2 separate regions of the Mus musculus genome follow, and region 1 is linked to region 2. A link is a contact called in public Hi-C data. All regions are on one chromosome and are shown on one strand. Each heading gives the region's core, a stretch centred on a gene start, on an enhancer-like site or on the middle of the called end of the contact. The rest is flanking DNA. Distances are from core to core; before and after follow the strand shown.

Region 1 (2,700 bases), core at 81-2,580, 52 kb before region 2:
TTCTGCTGCTGCTGCTGCTGCTGCTGCTGCTGCTGCTGCTGCTGCTGCTGCTGCTTTAAGACAGGTTCCCACTGCTACCGTGACTGTCCCCAGCTCAAACTCATTGAGATCTAGCTGTCTAGGCCTCTTGAGTGCTAGGATTAAAAGTGTGCATCACCACACCCAGTTTGTTTTACTTCATTTGAGAATTGAATATTTTGGATTGTTCTTCTATCGGTTGCTTTTACATTACAGTTTAAAAGATCACATTTAAGTAATTTTTGCATCAAAACCGTGTGTGAATTTTCATACTAAAGCTTTTACCTTTTTTTCTCTCTGGTCTGTCTCCTGATTTTGTTATCAGAAAATAACATAGAGTGGCCTTACTTCCCTATTGTAAAAGAGGCTCTGAATACCCTACAAAGATCTGTACACTCAAGTCTTAGTCCAGAAGAAACTAAAAGCAGCATGACATGAAACACCCACAAACTAAAAGTCATCCAAACATAGGCACCTCCTTAGTGAAGATTATCTCAGATTCGCATGTGTGAAAACATCTGAGAAGCTGTGAAAAAGTCGTTTACTTAATCCAATCAGTCTGTGAAGCTGAGAGAAGTACCGGGCTTTCTAGAAAGAGATTCAGGCAGCTGGGGAAATGACTCTAAGGGAGCTTGCTGCACCAGCCTGGTGAGCTGAGTTCAAGTCTCTGGCACCCGTGGTAAAAGGCCCTGCATGGCTGCACCGTGAAAACAAGTGGAACCCAGGAGCTTGCTGCTGAGCCAGCCTACCCAAAACGGCACGCTCCCTTCCATACCTGTCTCCTGCCATCGTGACTGTAGCAAGGGAATTCAAGAGTGCATAGAACAGGCTACCCAGCATCCTCCTTTGACCTCTGCACGCACGCACGCACACACACACACACACACACACACACACACACGCACGGCCAGATGCACTCCTCCATACACACATGCACACATATGGGTACACCACAAATGCATTCAACACATGATTTTTTTTAAAGAGAAGATTGATTGCAAATAGCAAAGTGTTGCTTGATGACTGCAGAGTGGTAAGGAGTGAGGGACTTTGTTTATGCTGGTTGCCAACACGCCTTTGTCTCTGTAACCCTGAAGGACAAGAATCATCCTTATAGCGCTCAAGACAAATTAGGTAAAGCACAGAAGCCCCTGGGTTTGCTTGTGCCCTCTTCCCAGGCTGAATTCTTACAGGCCAAGGAGCCACCGCCTCCTGGATTCTTCTCTAGGGAAATCAGGGAGATGTTGAAACTCCCTCCATGTCTGCCCGAACCCTTCAGCAAGAATTACAGGGGACTAGGGAAGGGCATGTTCCAGCCACCCCCACCCACTTGTTTCCATTGAGGAGGGAGAGAGCCTGTGAGGGGATTTGCTCTGGCCCTGGCTTTGCATGATGAAAGAGTTGCATGTAACCAGAAGGCCTGGGTAATCACAGTGCGTCATGAAGAGTGGGTCAGAAACAGGCAAAAACTTTCTACCCTGTTTTCTGGTGGCACTAACTGAGAAAAGAGAGTTAGGAAATGTTATCAAGCAGATTATTTCCCCTTAAAGTAAACCAGACCCTAGCCTGCCTGGTTGTCACATGCTAATACACACATCTAGGGGTATTGTGGAACTGCAGTCACCGCAGGAAACACCACGCTGCCGTTCTTGGAGTGTGTAGAGAATGTAGCTGGTCTCCACTGCTAGGGCATCTTCCTGTGGCGAGCAAACACTGAGAGTCACAGCGGCAGGTAACAGTGGCAAGAACTTCCCTAAATAACGCACATAGCTTCTCACCATTTCTGCCTATGTTAAAACTGTGTGTATTTGCTTGTGTGTGGGTTTTAATGCCCATCACTGTTCTCTAGCTAGGATAGAATTTAATCAGAAACTAAATACCGAATCACTCTTCAGCCAAACTTCATGAAATCACTGTCGATGAGGGGAGGAGATAAAGTAATTGGATTAGAAATGGGTGGTTTAAGTTTACACCATTTTATTATATCAGGAATTTTTGATATTTGAGCTGAGGCTTTCCACAGCTGTGCAGTCACTTGTGCCTGGGATACGCATATGAGCCAGGTGCTGTGACTTTGTCGCCTTACATTCTGACGGAAGATAAGTTGTGGAGATGGCTAAGTGTGTTACTTTAGTATGCTTTGCATGAAATAAACACTGATCTTTGAACTCCTGCAGCGCAGAGCTGTGGTCTGTACAGTCTTTTTATCCCCCTCTGCACTAGTCCTTGGCCGTGAGGAGTGGAATCCGTGAGGTGGCTACACAAGAGTCTCTGTTCTTACATCTCTCTCTGTAGTCGTCTCCTTGTCACTAAGGAATGCATTTTAGTCTTGCAGAGAGATTGCTCTCTCTAGAGTGTTCTTATGAAATAGTAATTCTCAGTCATTGTTTGAACTTGTAAGCAGTTGGTCTGTAGAAAGGGAGAGACAGCTCTCTGTAGCATGAGGAATGCCTGTGCCGTGGAGGACTCCTGGCTCTGTTTAATTTTCCTATGTCCATTTTGATTCTGTATCATAGCTTGGCATATTAAATTTTAAAATAAAATACTGATAAAAAGTGTACATTGTTACTTGCTGAAATTTAATGTTCAAATAATGTAGAAGGGATTGTGTAAGAATGTTAAATACTGTTTTACGTTTAGTTCATTTTAGATTTATGCAGTTCCAAAAGGGGCACAGCCCAG
Region 2 (3,030 bases), core at 276-2,775:
TGCTCCTTTTCCAGAACTGAGCTATTGTCTGAGCGCTCTCGTTCTGAGGCGAAGCACAGCCAAAACTTTCAGTTGCACAACAGACTACTGCAGTTGGCACACCAGAGGCTGAGGGGACAGTGAGGGGCAGAGCTGGAGGGAGAGTCCCCATTGCTGCCAATTTCACCATGTCAAGCTTGTTCTTGCTCAGTCATTTCTAGAATAAAACCCACCTGGAGCTCTGAGCCTTACCATCCCTCCCCTGGGCCCTCCTGTCTCCCCTCAGCCATGCCCTGGTTCTGTTACCACAATGAGCTTTCCTTGGCAGAACACTTCCTGCTCTTGTCATAACCCCACCCCATGCTGTGGCTGTCATTACTACTGTATATCATACTCAGCCCAAGGCCTGAGGGTCCAAGACAGCTCGTGAGATCTACTACGGCTTCCCCAAACATGAAGCTCAGGGTCCTTAAGGCCACCCTGTGCCCTGAGAATCTCCACCACCTGACAGTCGCAGAGTTAGCTGTATTGTCCCATCAAAACACGAAGAAGTCTCCGTCACCACCATTTGCTCCTTCAGCTGCTCTAGCCTTCCCTGCCTGCCTTCCAATTCCCAAGAGAACTCCGTGTTAAGATAAGTGCCCTGTGTGTGTCACTGAAACGGGTACCAGGACTCTTGAACTAGAAAGTGCCTCTCTCGTTATTTCCAACAGTCCTCTCCCATGGGAATCCCTCCATTGGGAAGGGTACTACTGGGCATGCTAGTATAGTCTGAGAAGAGGAACCACAACTGAGAAAATGCCTCCATCAGATTGGACTGTAGAGAGCTCTGTTGGGACATTATCATCATCATCATCATCATCAAATTAATATGTTAAGGCCCAGCTCACTGGGTGCAGTGCCACCTCTGGTTAGGAGGTCCTGAGCTATCTAAGAAAGCAGGCTGGGCAAGCCATGTTAGGCAGCCACTGAGCAGTGGCCCTCCATGGTGTCTCAGTTCCCACCTCCAGGTTCCCCCTTGTGTCCCTGCTGAAACCTCTAAACAAACTCTTCCTAACGTTGTCTTTGGTCGCGGTGTTTATCACAGCACTAGAAAGCACACTAAGACAGGAGGGCTGAGACAGATTGCTGGCCACCTGAGCACAGGCCTCCTGAGGAGTTCACTTTGAGGCTGAGAGAGCCTTGCTTTGGAGATGGCCGCTGACACCTAACTGTTCCCTTTTCTCCCCACCCCTCCTCACAGGAGCGCTTCTTCTGGGAGGGATCCTGTACTCCTGGCAATTCCCCCACTTCAATGCCCTGAGCTGGGGCCTCCGTGAAGACTACTCCCGAGGAGGCTACTGTATGATGTCCGTCACCCATCCAGCCCTCTGCCGGCGGGTGGCACTGCGCCACTGCCTGGCCCTGATTGCTCTGTCGACTGCTGCCCCGGTCCTGGACATCACCACCTGGGTCTTCCCTGTCATCTCCCTCCCCATCAACCTGTACATTTCCTACCTCGGCTTCCGCTTCTACGTGGACGCAGACCGCAGGAGCTCAAGGAAACTGTTCTTCTGCAGCCTGTGGCACCTGCCGCTGCTCCTGCTGCTCATGCTCACCTGTAAGCAGCGGCCCGGGCAGGAGGGGGACAAGGGAGAGGCTCCGAGCTGAGAGCCAGCCGGTCTGTGGGGAACATGAGAGCAGACACCTGCAGACAGACACACGGACAGCACTGCCCTGGGCCAGCAGGAAGCGTATTTTGGTGATTCTGGCAAAGAGAGTTGGATGGTGTCAGCTGGTGGCAGATCATCTGGTGCTGTGTCGTCACTTCCCAGTCCTTTTAATATTAATATCCAAACTGCTTCCCAAACAAGAAAGGGACTAGCATATGGGGTCAGTACAAAAAAAAAAAAAAAAAAAAAAAAAAGAATATTTCTTCTCCTGGAAAGTCTTTATGCATCTTTCCCTCCAGCCCTGTGTTCTCTCACCCACATGATATATATGCACATCCTCCTCCCTCCACCCCAGGCCAGCCCCGCCCCCAACACACACACACACACACACACACGCACGTGCGCGCGTGCATACTCACCACCTGGAGGCCACTGTGGTCATTGCTCAAACAGGTGAGTGCTTGTGACCCAACCTCTGTAGTTCCGCATCTGGAAGCTCCCACACACTTCCTCAGAAGAACACATAGTGTGGCTACAGCACCCCTTCTCTGCCAGTAAGATGGGGCCTGCCTAGCTTCCTCTACCCTACCAGTGTTCTCAACCACACATTCCCTGAAGTAACACAACACCTGGCCTGGGCTGCCCACTGGGAGTGGGGATTCCAAACGGTTGCCTGCAGATCCCTGGCCACATTGCCAGCACACACCACCACGTCCAATCCCACCCCAAACCAGGAGTTCAGAAACCCCAGGAAATATGCCACGTGTTCATCATGCTCTCAGGCATGGTCTCAGCATTTCCTTTTGGAAGGGCATCACTCAGCATAACCTGAGGGAGAGGGTGAGCTGCGTCAGCAACCATTTTATGCTCACTTATCTCTTTCGTGCAAACCACATTTCTACACTGGTACCTCCTAAGTCCAGAAGTTGGCCTCCGTGCCCAGTGGTGTTCAGAGAGGGCAGCAGGGCTCCTAGTGGCCATGGGTCCAGCTCTGGAACTCCATGGCCTCTGGTGTAAAATGCAGGGACCTGTAGGTCTTCGGACTGTTGCGTACTCCCCAGGGCTAGAGAGCAATGCTGCCTTAAAATTGTGGAGCTGCCAGAGTTTGAGTTCCTTGATCTCCCAGGGTGCTGGGCCCCGTCAGGATTCCCTCCAGGGCTTTAAGCCACACAGAAAACGGTTCTTGAATTTGGACTGTCCTCTCAAAATGTGGAAGAAAGGCTTTGGCCGTGACCAAAGGGAGAGCACTTGCTTAGCTCTGGGCTCGGGTTTGAACTTAACACCACCACAAAAGGTGGGGAGGATGGTGTCCAGAGTGCCTGCAGACAGTGTGCCCGGTACCTCTGTCTACCTTTTGTAACGTTACCGCCTGGCTGTGTCCTGTGGTAACAGGGAATGG

The links. Hi-C and Micro-C count contacts between places; a contact is called where the count stands out from the background.
Region 1: a Hi-C map of CD8 T cells shows a contact between it and region 2, with 1.9 times the contacts expected there. The contact joins the enhancer-like site here to the promoter of 9630013K17Rik in region 2. A contact is called at or near these places in 1 of 39 promoter capture datasets (the HPC-7 cell line), 5 of 484 Hi-C or Micro-C datasets (CD8 T cells, cranial neural crest, erythroid progenitors and 2 more), 4 of 115 datasets of contacts at active chromatin or transcription factors (effector CD8 T cells, embryonic stem cells, extraembryonic endoderm stem cells and 1 more) and 1 of 9 other capture datasets (embryonic stem cells).

Annotation. Positions count from the first base shown.
Region 1 is chr11:64,014,506-64,017,205 of GRCm38.p6, reverse strand. The region is part of intron 4 of Cox10 (heme A:farnesyltransferase cytochrome c oxidase assembly factor 10); the gene reads left to right. Among named protein-coding and RNA genes, the nearest start is that of Gm51866, 17 kb to the left of the region's middle. Within about 2 kb of position 1,330, at least 16 of the 459 cell types and tissues checked have an H3K27ac peak or open chromatin away from gene starts, as enhancers often do. A contact at or near this core is called in CD8 T cells, where this site is marked.
Region 2 is chr11:63,962,721-63,965,750 of GRCm38.p6, reverse strand. It overlaps 9630013K17Rik (RIKEN cDNA 9630013K17 gene), which reads right to left and starts at 1,525. Exons shown (of 4, transcript NR_131111.1): 1 at 1,477-1,525. Cox10 (heme A:farnesyltransferase cytochrome c oxidase assembly factor 10) reads left to right here. Exons shown (of 7, transcript NM_178379.3): 7 at 1,223-3,030. The coding sequence ends at 1,629.